3 separate regions of the Mus musculus genome follow, and regions 1 and 2 are each linked to region 3. A link is a contact called in public Micro-C data. All regions are on one chromosome and are shown on one strand. The core of a region is the stretch at or near the end of the contact, and the rest is flanking DNA. Distances in the headings are between cores, read along the strand shown. Region 1 holds the start of Nkx1-2 (NK1 homeobox 2). Region 2 holds the start of Hmx3 (H6 homeobox 3). Region 3 holds the start of Nkx6-2 (NK6 homeobox 2).

Region 1 (4,805 bases), core at 777-3,276, 7.0 Mb before region 3:
ACCGGGAGAGCCCGGGGACGCCGGGAGGCCTTCCGCGCCGCTCTCTTCCGTTCCCACCGCTACTGCCCGGGCCTCTGGTGAGCCCTCATGGACCCCCTGCCAGCGCTCTGGCTGGTGCGCGCGCCCCGCATCCTCAGCTTCCTCCTCCTCCTCTGCCTCGGAGCCCTCCACCGGAGACCCGGGGTCAATGCCTCGGCCCACCGCATCTAAAAGAGAAGGGGATGGTGACCAGAAGCCCATAACAATTCTACCCAATGGCACTCCCAAACCTTCTTGTCCTCCCAAGAGCACTCAGATTTGCCCTTGATCTAACTCCCAGTTCCTCCCCTCTCCCGACTTTGCCCTCTTGGTTTCTGAATCCACATACCCTAGAGAGCAGATTCGGGAGTACAGTGTCCTTTACAAATCTGCCAGTAAGTAGGCACACAAGAAGTACATGTTGGATGACACCCCGTTTCAAGAAAGTATAGTGACTTTATCAAACCGGGAAGAGCAAAGTCGGCTGTGCATTATGATAGGGAATGTCAAGTGCGTTTACTAGTGCATCTCTCTAGTCCCTAGGAGCCTATGTTGCTGTGCAACTCCTAGCAATTAAAAAAGAAGTTATTAAACCCCCATCCCCCCAAAAAAGAGAAATTCCCCCTTTCCCATCTTCTCTCTCCAGTAGTGTTAATAGAGTTTCAGATTTGTCCGGGGCCTGATCGATAGATGTCATCTATTAAAGGTAAGTTTTAATCGAACAATATTAGGATCAGACAGGGAAAGGGGGTTTGAAGTCAGTACCTGCAAGCTGCGGGCAGGAGATATGCAGGCGCCAGTAATAGAATATCGATCAAGGAGTTAGGGGGAGGGGAGCGCGGCCCCACAGAGAGACCATCCAAACAATTAATCCAGGCCCGCGGCCGGGACCCAAGCCAGGCCACCAGAGGCTTCCGGGGGCCCCAGACAATCACCTCCAAACTTAGGAAGGAGGAGGAGGGGCTGTGCTATATACAGCCCTCCCTGGGACCTGAATCCCTAGACCTTCAGCGTCTCCCCAGATAATCAATCCCATGCTCATGTCCCACTAAGCATGAATCCTGCTATCTTAAGTTCTTCCAGCCACAAACTTTCCGGAACCCTTTCTTTTGTGTCCACCAACTTCAGGGATAAGGGGGAAAGGTCTAGAAGAGAACACCAAAAGCTATTGGGGGTGGGGGCGTCCCCTGTTGAGTCCGGGAAAGAGCATGGGCTCTAAAGATGTTTCCGAGTGGTTGAAAAAAAAGCACCTAATCCGGGGAAGGCCCGAGCCTCGGTTGCCCCATACATAAAATGGGAGTGGTGTTAATGACACTACATAGTTGGAAGGTATTTTCATAACCTTTATCCCAAGCTCCTCGCCCAGGTTCTAGCACGTGGAGAGCACAATACACTTCCATTAGATCAGTGAGCCTGAGCTGTAGTTTATGTGAGCCAGTCAGAGTTGTGGCGCTCATTCACTGAGCAGGTGTTCAGGAAAAAAGCACACACTGGTCCTGGCAATCTCAGCCACGTCCCTACCTCTGTCCTCTTCCAAGTAGGGATGGCTCGCTTCGCACCTGCGCGGGATCACCTTTTCTAGTTCCCAGGCTACCAATAAACCTTGACTACTACACACACACACACACACACACACACACACACACACACACCACTTAGGCTTAAAACCGCCTCACATTCTTACCAGGGGTCTCCTGTGACCCGATTGGATTCCCCGAACAAGCATCTTGCCCTGCTTCCACCTCTTCTAAACTTTTCTTGGCTTCCAGGGCAGCGAGACGCACCGGCGGGAGGGCAGCTCGCGTGAATTTTTGCGGATCCAAGATGTCCAAGACAGAGAAGGAGATCTTGTGGTGAGAGGGGGCCGCCTTGGCCCCGACGTCCTGCCATGCCAACATGCCCGCCTCCCGCGGGCCCGAGGCCAGCCGTACTGGGGTCGGGGCTGGATGCGCTCAGCCGCTGTCTTCTGCAGTGGTTTGGCCACAGCTCTCCAGCCGCGAACTGGAATTTCCCCGCCAAGTGAAGCTGTAGAGGGGGGCAAGGAGGCGGGGCGGGAGGAGAGAAGCGGGGAAGGGGGCGGGGGGGGGGGCTGCTTGAGGATTGGCACTTGAGCTGGCCAGACCCCTTCCACGTGCAGTGAGCGCTTGCAGCCTCCACGAGACTATCCTGGGCAGCCGGAGGGGGGAGGGAGCGCTGACTAGAGGGACCCTCGCGCGCCAATGCGCGCTCCCGGTTCGCCGGGTCACCGTGGCATGCTGTGTGAAAATCTTTCCATGCTGCGGAGACTCGTGAAGGGCGTGAGGGAGGATTCCATCTCCGCTACCTCATCTGCACACACATTCACCTGACTGAAGTTTACTTATTTCTCTTGGGGCACTTGCCATCTTCCTTTGACCTGGCGATGCCACAGAGGCCAGACCTGATTGCTTCGCCATGATGCACGGTGCATCTCAAGCCCCATCCCTGAACCACAGTAAAGGCTTCGGGCACATTTACGTAAAAATTTTAAAGCCTCTGTGCATTTACAGTTTATAAAGCCCTGGGGCTTTCTCACTCTCTTTTGATTTTCTAGGCATTCCCCCCTGTGAGGTGGGTGTGGCCTGGGAACCACAGTCTGTGGTTTCAAACAGAAGGAAAATGAGGTTCAAAGATGAGCGGTGGCGCTACAGATGACAAGAGTCTGGACTGGGCCAAGGTTTTTCAGGTCATCCTGATGGCTTAGGATATGTGTGTGTGTGCGGGGGGGGGGGGGGAACCTTCTTGGAGGGGAGTTTTTTCTTTCCACTCGGAAGACCAGCAGGGCCTGGTCAAAAGGGGTCTATGGAAATACGCCTGCCCAGAGAGCTGAAGGCTTAGGGCTAGGTGGCTTGGCTAAAGGTGAGTATCCCTCCTCGGATACCATTTTCATTGCCTGTCAGGACTTCTCAGTCACAGATTCTATCATTAACATCAGAAATTGACTCTCTGGGTTCCTTTCCCAGCGTGAAGAAGGAAAAGGTTAAAAGATGCCTAGTGGTTTGAATTTAAGACCAGAGATGAGAGCCGATTAAAATGGCCCCATCTGCCCCCCAAGTCTCCAGGGAGGACAGCCGGCATTAGCAGTGAGGGAAAGTCTGCATAGCCACACCCACGGTGATATTCCTTTTTTTTTTTTTAAGGCATTCATTTCAGCGACAAATTCTGAAGCATTAGCCCCTCTGCACAGAACCGCCTTGGAACCCCCCCCCCCCCCCGCCACTTCTTTCTTCTTTGCCCCATGTGGTTCCCAGACAATGTCTTGACAATTAATATTGTCTAAGCAGGTAAGAAGTAGGAAGAGGAGGGGACTCCTCACTAAAGTGCTGGGAGCTGCTCATCCAATCTGTTATTAAAGAGGTGTCCTTGGGGGCTTGCTCCTTGTAGCTTTTCTCATTCAAACCTTTCAGCCCCTCCCAGGGGTGGCCACCATATTCCCTGCCGACTTTAAAGCCTTGCCGAAATTCAAGCCAGCTCCAGACCTAAAGTAAAGACGGAATGAGCTTTTAAAGCTAAGGGAAGGAAGTGCCCAGACCAAGCCCACCAGAACCCCCAACCCCCGACCCCCACCCTTGCCAAGGGAATGCGCGCTTTGTGAAACTCAGGGAAAAGACAACCCAGAGGTCAGGCCAAGGGACAATGCGTGCAAATCAGAGATTCTTCAGTAATGCGCATACTGTGTCTTCTGTTTGGATAACCGTTTCTCACCTAGTTCCCACATTTTTTATAAGTCTTCGGTTTCCTTGTCTCTCATCCCCTACTAACCCCAATTCCTTTTTTCCTTTTTCCATATATATTAGGTTTTTCAGGATAGCTGGGAAAGATCTGCCTAAGGTCACTCATTCGGGAATCCATAGAATGTTTGTGGTTTTCCATGATTCCTTGCCTTACCTTTTTCTCTGGAAGACACATTGAGTCGTTTCCTAGGACTGGGGATTAGCAAGTGTTCTAGGGGCATCACATCCCAAAGCAGAGGGACAGACCCCTTCCCCAGCCACGATCACACAGAACTGGGATCAGTTATCTTTTGTTGTTGTTGTTTACATTATAGAAAGTGTTTCCTCTCCTAGGATTTATCTTTCCTTTGAAGTCTATGGTGCTAAACACAGAAAAGGGACAAGCAGGAGAGGTCACGTACTGTAGCCTACAGATCTGTAGACAGGCCTTCTTGTGTGTGGCTGGTTTTAAATTCCTCTCTTCACCATCTCACCATTTCTCTTGTGTGTTCACCGCAGTATGAGCCTCCAGGACTCTGAGATGGGAGAAACACCTATGTGTCTCTCTCTCAACACCGCTTCACTCACTCAGCCCACAGGCAAACACCCAAAGACGTCCTTCTGTTGATGGGGGAGTGGAAGCAGGAAGCTTAAGGGAGCCTTTTTTTCTGGCTACTTGTTTTGCACGAACCATAAGGCAGCAGAACCTCCCTTTGGGAACAACTGAGAAAAAGTGCTTGACTCACTAACGTTCTGACACAAATGTTATCCAGGACGCTTCTCTATAATACATATGTTCACATCTGGCAAGCCATCTTCCCTATGTGCACGAAGTTGATTTGGTTGTTTTTTTTCTTTCTTTCTTTTTTTTCCCCTCTCCCCTCCCCCCAGCCTGGGCATTAAAATTCCATTTGAGTGCTGTCTTTAAATTGCTTTGATGCTAGGTGGGTTCCAACTCTGACCTGTCCTGATGGCAAGTGATGGCTGTAACAAGCCCAGGATCAATATTCATAGCGGGTGTCCTGGGCTGATAACGCTATCCAAGACAATGTTCGC
Region 2 (4,514 bases), core at 1,355-3,854, 8.0 Mb before region 3:
CACACACACACACACACACACATGCTCACATTAGGAAAGATACATGCTGGATCGGCCCAAGTAAGCTGCCTCTTAACTCTTCTTGGGTCCACACTTCTGGGTCTAGTCCTAGAACTGAGATCGGCCAGAAGCCGTGGACCGAATGTCTTTCACGCCTGTCTTCCTGGGACAGATATGTCTTTCAGGTCTACGGACTCATAGATGGGTTTGTTGCGGGTTTTGGTTTTGGTGTGTTTGTTTGTTTGTTTTTGTTTTGTTTTGAGACACAGTGATTGAACACACGGCCTCTCTGGGTAGGCAGAGAGTAAGGTAGCACTGACTCACAACGACCACCTTTCCGAGAAGTGGAAAGTGTTTCCTCTTTCCCTAATTTAAAAGAGTCCTTGTACATCAGAACTTTAGCAAGCGTGCACACGTCTGCAGCTTCTCCCTCACCAGACCCGCACATACCCTTGGGAGCCTCCTCAGCCTAGTGGGCCGCCAGGTTTGCTGTGCGCAAGCAGTGAGCTCCGAACCGATGTCGTCTATTCAAGAAGAACGATTTCTGCTTTGGGTGGGTGGGTGGGGGTGGCCGCTGCTTGTCCCACACTGTTTGGGCGTCTTAGGTACAGCCTCCTCTCTGGACACCTTTTCTCTATAAAATCTGAGCGTATTACCAACCCTGCTTGAGCCTCGGAGCTGTGATTGGCTCCAACTCGGATTTTAGATGATGCGCCCCTGTGCATTCCAGTAAAGCCTTATACGAAATCAAAGGAATAATAGTAACCATTTATAGAAGCGCTACTTACAAGGCAATAGTAGGGTTCGTTACCGAGGGTGGATGTCAAAACTTTAAATACGACCTTCAAGACTTGGTAGAGGCGGTTCTGGTGCCTTAGGTCTGAAAAATAAAATAAACCTACTTCTCATTTGGGGACCCAAAACTGTCCAGGCTGCGCTAGGTAAGCAAGAGGAGCTTGAATTAGGCAAGACTCAACCGAAAGATAAAGAACGGGCTGAGGCGGAGGAAGTTCAGGTGTGAAGGGATTTTCATCCAGGCTGAGAACAAATTGTCATCTTTCTCGGGCCAAGGAACTATCACCAGGGGAAAGGACCCCATGGAAATCTAGAATTGAACTGATTGTCTCTCCGGCTTCCTGCTTGACCCAGGGAGCTGTTAAGGTCGAATGAGTCCAGCTATTCCTCAGAGGCCCGCCGAGATTCTCCAGGGACTTGGAGGCCCTTGGGACATGCTGCAGGTGTCGTTGCCAGGGTCACAAACGAGAAAGGTACTCTTCTGCGCCTTCGGTTCTTGGCGCCTATATTAAAGCATTAGGCAGTTCCAAATGCCACCCTTTGGGGGGAAAGTGCTGTGTTCAGATCGCAGGCTTAAAGTTGATCTTTGAGCCGCGGACACAGTCACCAAGAAAAGAGCGGTGTCCTTCGGAGTACAGTTGTCAGTGAGGAAACACCGCTACCCCGACAGTTGCACAGGGGAAGCGCGTGCACAGAGTCGCATACCCAACTCCTACTCCTGAAAGATTCAGAATCACTCATCCATTTTCAGGACCAAAGGCCAAGGCTACGCGGATTCCTAAGTCGGCAGACTCTCGACTAGACGAAGAGCGGGGAAGCTCTTTTTGGCCGCACCCTGATTAGCAGGTTTGGGGAAAGAAAGTACTGAGTTCTTTCGGGGCCGGGGAGGCGCCCTACTTCCTGGACCCGCACGGCCAAGGCTTTCCAGCCGCGTGGGGCAGCTGGCCTCTGCCAGGCCGGGAGGGGTGGGAGAGCGGCCGCTGCTAGCGCGGATAACCCGGAGGTGACCCAGGCCAGCCTGCTCTGCCCCTCCCCCTCAGGCAGACCGGACAGCAGCCAGCCCGCAGCCGAGCTGCAGGGGGTAGAGGGAGGTGCTTGCTCCAGACTGGAGCAGGTCCGTGCGCTCCGGCCCGCCGGGGGCGTCTCCTTCTTGAGGTCCCTCGCGCGCCTCCCGCTTGGTGGGAGCTCTCAGAGTGCCTCTTTAGCGAGAGCCAATATCCTTTTGTGCTAATAGGTTTGTCCTCATTTGCTGCCTAATTGGACTATATAAAGCCAATAACAGGCGGGCTCTCATAGCCCGAAGCCAAAGCGCCAAAATCCGAGGGAAGGCGAGGAGGGGGCGGTAGAGGAGGCGGCTGCGGGGCCTGGGCTCGGCTGCGCCTTGGCCGGCCTAATCCCATTTGCCATTGTACGCGCCCAATCGCCGTATACTCCCCGCATTTAACTTGGATGACATTTTGATTTCATCATTAGCATCCGGCGCCGGATTGACGCATCCCCAAGCCGGGGACCGCTCTCGCAGCCTCCTCCCGGGGAGCCGCAGCTCCTACCGGCCCCCTCGCTCCCTCGGCGCAGAGGCAGGTCCGCTCCCCGCCCCTCTGGACCCCTCCCCCCATGCGAGCCCGCCCCGGCCCGGTCCCCACCCCGCCCTCCCGCGGCTCGATTCGCGCCCGGGGCGGCCCCCGACTTTGAGCCCCGTAGTTGAGTTCCGTTTATGGTCTGATTTCCGGCCCCTAGCCTGCTCGCCCCGCCGCCCGCCGCCCGCCTGTCCCGCTCCCGCCCTCCGTGGGACCCGGAGGACTGGGGACCATGCCGGAGCCCGGGCCGGACGCCTCGGGCACTGCCAGCGCGCCGCCCCCGCAGCCACCGCCCCAACCTCCCGCGCCCAAGGAATCCCCGTTCTCCATCAGGAACCTGCTCAACGGAGACCATCACCGGCCGCCCCCGAAGCCTCAGCCGCCCCCACGAACGCTCTTTGCTCCGGCCTCGGCTGCTGCCGCCGCCGCCGCCGCTGCGGCCGCCGCAGCCAAAGGTGCCCTGGAGGGCGCCGCGGGCTTCGCGCTCTCGCAGGTGGGCGACCTGGCTTTCCCCCGCTTTGAGATCCCAGCGCAGAGGTTTGCCCTGCCCGCGCACTACCTGGAGCGCTCCCCGGCCTGGTGGTACCCCTACACCCTGACCCCCGCCGGCGGTCACCTCCCGCGACCAGAAGGTACCGACCTCTCTTTGAACTTTCGTTCTCCCCTCTTTCCCTGTGGGCCGGTCACATTCCCTCTCAGAGATGGTGTCACTGCAGTTAGGGATGCCCCGACACCTGCCAACCAGAGTTTTGGTTAACTTCCTTCGGCCTCTAGCCAGCATCTTTCCTGCGCCGCTCGGCTACGAGGCCAAGGAAACCAATCCCACTTGCTGAGAAAAGAAGTGCAGTTGGAGGCCCGGGCTCTGCGATTCCCGGAAAAAAATTGTCCTCCAGCAGGAATGGGTGGCTTGGGATGGCCTTGGGGGGTGGGGGGGAGGCCTGGAAGGCAGGGTTGAACCTTAGCAGTGGAGAATTTTCCCGCTGGCCCCTGGCGTGGGAAACGCGAGATAAAAGGAGCGGCCCTGATCCCACCATTGCCTGGCCAGTCCTAGAAAGGCGAAGAGATCTTAGATCTTTCTGCCCCACTGCAGCCCAGCGGGGACACGGGAGAACCGAGGCCCAGGGCCAGTAGCCCGAGGCCAACGTGTGGGTTGCGCTTGGTGCTCCCAGATCCCTGCCTCGCTCAAGGCTGTGTCGCTGTGCTTGTGTGTGCGTCCGTTTGTCTGTCTCCCCAGCCTCGGAAAAGGCCCTCCTGCGAGACTCCTCCCCTGCGTCCGGCACCGATCGAGACTCCCCGGAGCCTCTGCTCAAGGCTGACCCCGACCACAAGGAGCTGGACTCCAAGAGCCCGGACGAGATCATTCTGGAAGAGAGCGACTCGGAGGAAGGCAAAAAAGAAGGCGAGGCGGTGCCTGGCGCGGCCGGGACGACCGTAGGGGCGACTACGGCGACACCGGGCTCAGAGGACTGGAAGGCGGGCGCCGAGAGTCCCGAGAAGAAGCCGGCGTGCCGCAAAAAGAAGACGCGCACCGTCTTCTCGCGCAGCCAGGTCTTCCAGCTCGAGTCCACATTCGACATGAAACGCTACCTGAGCAGCTCGGAGCGCGCTGGCCTGGCCGCGTCGCTTCACCTCACCGAGACGCAGGTCAAGATCTGGTTCCAGAATCGCCGCAACAAGTGGAAGCGACAGCTGGCGGCCGAGCTGGAGGCGGCCAACCTGAGCCACGCCGCTGCGCAGCGCATCGTACGCGTGCCCATCCTCTACCACGAGAACTCTGCGGCCGAGGGGGCGGCAGCGGCTGCGGGGGCACCGGTGCCAGTCAGCCAGCCGCTGCTCACCTTCCCGCACCCAGTCTACTACTCGCACCCGGTGGTCTCGTCCGTGCCCCTACTAAGGCCGGTGTGAGATGGGACAGGGGACAGGGAGTGAGCACCCGGCCACCTTTTGGGGACCCCGGAGGAGACTGGGCCGGGCCGAGGGTGCCGGGCTGTGGCCAGCGACCTTGGGCTCACTGCCTTGCCTCCCACCCCCCAATAGCATTTTGTAAGTATTTGCAATGCATTTTCGTGCAATTAATTCCTATGAATTTGAGGCGCTTCTCCTCTTATTTTTGGTTTTGCTTACCATTGAGAGAAAACGGGG
Region 3 (4,339 bases), core at 215-2,714:
AACTTATTCTGTAAAAATATATATACACACTGCGGCTGGGCGGCTGGCGTCGGGGCATGCCGCGAGTCCCGGTTCTCGGGTTCTCCGGCCTGGCCGCGTCCTCACAAGGCGTCCCCCGCGCTGCCACCACACGGGCTAACGAGCGCCAAGTTCGAGGGTTTGTGCTTTTTGAGAAGCCGCGTGATCTTCTCGTCATCGGAGTTGGGGTCCAGGGGCCGGTTGTATTCGTCATCGTCCTCCGCGTCTGAGCCACCCACCTTCAGCTTCTCGGCATCCGAGTCTTGCTTCTTTTTAGCCGACGCCATCTCTGCCGCGTGCCGCTTGCGCCACTTGGTCCGCCGATTCTGGAACCACACCTGGGGGTTTGGGGGAGGGATCATCAGACGGGCACCGAGGCTCGCCTCACCCGACCAGCACTCCGGACCCGCCTGGCGCCAGCGCTTTCCGCGGTCCGGCCGCAGCCGAACCGCCGCTCGCCGGCCGTTCGCAGGACGCGGACTCCGGGCCCCGCCTCAATACTGCTGGACCCCGGCCCATTTCGAGCTCACCTTCACTTGGCTCTCGGTCATGCCCAGAGAGTAGGCAAGCCGCGCGCGCTCTGGGCCTGCCAAATACTTGGTCTGCTCGAAAGTCTTCTCCAGCGCGAAGATCTGCTGGCCGGAGAAAGTCGGCCGCGAGTGTTTCTTCTTGCCATCCTTATCCAGGACCCCGCCGGCTTGGGCTGCGAAGAAGAGCCAGTGAGCGCAGTCCGAGGCCCGCGCCCAGCCCCTCTCCTTACCGAATCCCGCGCGGGCCACTTACCGGAGCCGGCCAGTCGCGGGTCCCTCCAGGGAGAGCCCTGCACCACCCCAGGCCAGAAGATGGGCGGGCGCCCAGGCAGTTCCGCCAGCGGCTTGGGGTAGCCCCGAGCCACGGCGGCTGCGGGCCCGAAGTAGACACCTGCAGACGAGGCGAGCCCGTTGAGACGGGGCAGACTTCCTAGGAGGCCGCCACCCGCTGCGCCCACCGGCCGTCCCAGGATGTCGCTGATGCCGTGCGGAGTGCCTAGAGGCAACTGCGCGCCAAGGCTGCCTAGGGCGGGTGTCTTGAAGCCCGCCGGGCCCTGCAGCGCGTAGGGGAACAGCGACGTCTTCATCTCAGCCATGTTGTGCAGCGCGGCTAAAGGCGCGCTGCTCAGCACAAACGCACCCGGGCGGTTAGCGTCCATGGGCGCCGCCGCCTCCGACCCGGGCGCCCATCCGGGCCCCGCTGCCACCGCCCGCACCCGCCGGCTCGGGAAGTTTGCGCGCGGCGCCGAAGAGCGCCGGCTACGCTGGGACGGGTGGACCGCGTTTCAAACGAACGCCGACGGCCCCTACGGGAAAGCGAGAGGACCGACGGCTGTTGCGCTGAATGGGCGGCGGTCAGAGAGAAGGCAGGGATACTAAGGGCGGCGGGAGCGGCAGTGGCGGCTCCGGGGCAGGTCGGAGCGGCGCCGCGCGGGATGGACGCACTGATAACCGCGGGGCCTGGGCGCGGCGCGCGCGCTGATTGGCTGAAGGCACTGGCGACCAGGCCATTGGCCAGCGTCCGGCCCGTCTGCGCGCGCCCCCGCCGGCCATGCACTCCATGAAGGGCCCATTAGCGAGGCAGGTGCCTCCGGGACTGTAAATTTGCCCCCTGATTTATCTCCCTAGAGATGAAATAAATCCCGTTGGATGGGAGTTTAGTTAGGCAAAGGTTTTAATGGGAAAATCAGGAAAAAATACGAGAACATATTTTATCGACCGAAAGAATGTAGATTTCAAGATCCACTCCGAAAGCTCAAGCTCAGTATGCTTAGTTCAGGGAAGAGCCTGGGACGGCTGGACGCCACAGGTCAGGGCACTCCATCTTGGATCAGGGCCCAAGCCCTGTACTGGGGTTCCTTCTCCTTCCCAGCTCGTGGTGGTGTGGGCTGTTGTGAACTTGTGGGTATAACTTTTCTGGGTGGATTTTGAACGAAAAAGGGTGGACTCTAGGGACCAGATAGATTTGGCTTCCTCAGATCTGCCAAACTCTGCCAACTGAACTCACTGACTTTAGATGGCTCCAGGCAACCGGTGACCTTACTACCACACACACACACACACACACAACCTATGCTGTCCTCCCGTTCTGAAATCCTTGAAGTTGGGTTGGGGTATCTGGGAGAGGCTAGGCCGTCCCCCTTGAACTTTTATGCTTATTAGGCACTCACCTAGGAGGTTACCCGTGTCCAGACTTTGAGGCCCAGGACCAGAATTCTCCTGCTTATTGCTTTCTGGCAAGCTGGACCTCGGGCCAGAATGCAGCGGTTTTGGAATTCAAGAACCAGGACGAAAGGATCACCTTACTCACTGACTTCGGCTGGGTATGCGTTTGCAGTCTAGCGGACAGAGCACTGGCTATAGACCCGGCCTGTAGAGCCCACTAGGCCTTAATTTCTTTTCTAGTACAGGGGCCTCTCACTCCATAAAATTGTTGGGCAGTTAACTGAAGTTGCAGCCACCTAGTGCGGCGGCGCACAGCAGGATCCGAGAAGGTAGCACGCTGGCGCTTATTTCTTTCCTCCTCTTGAGCAGTGCTTACTGTTAACCTCATAATACCTAGTACTGATTGTGATACAACCTGTGGAAATAGAATCTACTGTTTCCGGTCCTGGCGATTTAAGCAGAGGCCCTGTGCAGTTTGTTAATAACGACTTTCCCCTTTTGCCCTGGTCTCCAAGGTTTCTGTCTTACGGGCAAAAGTGATCCTAAAGGCTTCACGTAGGGGCCTAACGTCCACTGCTGCTGGTCCTCTTAGAAGTTCAGTTTCGTTTTTTAACAGTTAGTGTGGGGTCTTTACGCCACGCGTCTCCATCAGGTCAAGGCTTGGAAAGCCACTTTATGGCGGGAACTGGAAATAAGTGCTGTGGTCCCGCTGACTTCTGCAGGACCTGAAAGACCTTGCACGTATGATCCTCACCCATCCTCCCGTACGCAGTGGCCCCTAGCGCCTAGAGGTTTCAGTTACTGGCTTCCTAGTCTGAGTCTACACTCTCAGGATCCATTTGGGCGCGAGCAGCAGCAGCGGGGGCTAGGCTCAGTTCCCTCCAGCACCGAGCACACCGCCCGCTGGAAAGTCTGGGCTTTCTGATGGTACCCTGGGATCTCTGGACTGCTTCCCTCGAGCCCTTAGACCAGCCCCTGGCCTCGCTTTCGCTCCACTTCGATTACGACCGCGTATACTCCGAGGATCTGAGCATCGGGAGTACAGTCCCTGGTAGAGTACGGACTTTTCTGGGCTCGCGGGAGACCATGCTGGAGGCCAGGGGCGCCAGCTCTAGAGAAGAGGGACCCAGAGCTCTGAGCAGCATGGGGGTGGGGCGGGAAAATACGAGGCGGGCAGAGTGGGAAGTCCTGAAACCTCCCACCTCACCGTGCCAAGCCGACCCTGAACAGCTAGGAAGAGCGCCCGTCCTCGGAATCAGCGTTCGGAGAGGCGAACTATGAGACAGGGTAGGTGTGCTCTGGCCTTTCGAAGGCTCACAGAGCCCGGGGCACTGAGACAGAAGGAGTGCTGCAGTTCTGTGCTCGAACTCTGGCTGTTGTCGCAGGCCTGTCCAGACTTCCTTAAATCTGGGCAATCGAAAGATCTTCCGTCGCTGTTCTTCTCCAGCGGCCCTGCATCTGTGTACACCTGCGGGCTCACTCCAACTGCGAAACCCACAGAGTCGAGAGAGGTGTCGCTTTCTGTCTGGATACTCATTGCCATGCTCTCCCTGGGATCAGAGACTCAGGGAACGGTGAGGCCAGTGTGCCGGATGAATGAAGCGGGAGTGCGGGCCGAAGGATGAAGTGAGTTGCGCTTTCTTCGGGCGTTCTGTCCTGCTAAGCGCGTGGGGACATTTCCTACCCCTAAAAAGGTTGGGCACTAAATCGCCTTGCCCCCAGCTCAGCCAGCAAAAATAGAGAGGCTAAACTGCCACTTGCAGGAGCTCCTCCTGCGTCCCCAGGCTCTGCCCTTTGGGTTGAGCCAAAGGTGATGCCCTCCTCGAGCGCCCTCCCCAACCCCGAGCTCCAACTAGTCAGAAAGGCGCTAGATCCCCCAGCCCACCTACGGAGATGCGATCCTGGTGGCTCCACCCGTGTGGCCGCGGAGAGGTTCGCCATCTCCTGGTCTTGAAGAAAATCTTTATTAAGGATGACTGCTGGCCAACTTAGCTGGGGGCAGAAGACCGTTTGTTCGCCATCCGAAACTTCACTTAGTCTGTGTATATTTATTGTGCACTATTGTGTGCCTAGTGGTCCTGTCCTGGGTGAATGCCCTCAAGGTAGCTAACTAAGGCTTCCGGGTC

The links. A called contact is a pair of places that touch in the nucleus more often than the background predicts.
Region 1: a Micro-C map of embryonic stem cells shows a contact between it and region 3, with 7 times the contacts expected there. The contact joins the promoter of Nkx1-2 here to the promoter of Nkx6-2 in region 3. A contact is called at or near these places in 1 of 39 promoter capture datasets (cranial neural crest) and 1 of 484 Hi-C or Micro-C datasets (embryonic stem cells).
Region 2: a contact with region 3 is called in a Micro-C map of embryonic stem cells, with 15 times the contacts expected there. The contact joins the promoter of Hmx3 here to the promoter of Nkx6-2 in region 3. A contact is called at or near these places in 2 of 39 promoter capture datasets (cranial neural crest and maxillary cranial neural crest) and 4 of 484 Hi-C or Micro-C datasets (B cells and embryonic stem cells).

The regions. Positions count from the first base shown.
Region 1 is chr7:132,597,611-132,602,415 of GRCm38.p6, forward strand. It overlaps Nkx1-2 (NK1 homeobox 2), which reads right to left and starts at 2,027. Exons shown (of 2, transcript NM_009123.2): 1 at 1,703-2,027; 2 at 1-206. The coding sequence starts at 1,916.
Region 2 is chr7:131,540,359-131,544,872 of GRCm38.p6, forward strand. Hmx3 (H6 homeobox 3) reads left to right here and starts at 2,605. Exons shown (of 2, transcript NM_008257.3): 1 at 2,605-3,004; 2 at 3,607-4,514. The coding sequence starts at 2,605. The coding sequence ends at 4,277.
Region 3 is chr7:139,581,333-139,585,671 of GRCm38.p6, forward strand. Nkx6-2 (NK6 homeobox 2) reads right to left here and starts at 1,465. Exons shown (of 3, transcript NM_183248.3): 1 at 802-1,465; 2 at 549-721; 3 at 1-356. The coding sequence starts at 1,207. The coding sequence ends at 102. It overlaps Gm33031 (a long non-coding RNA gene), which reads left to right and starts at 1,464. Exons shown (of 7, transcript XR_003946896.1): 1 at 1,464-3,839.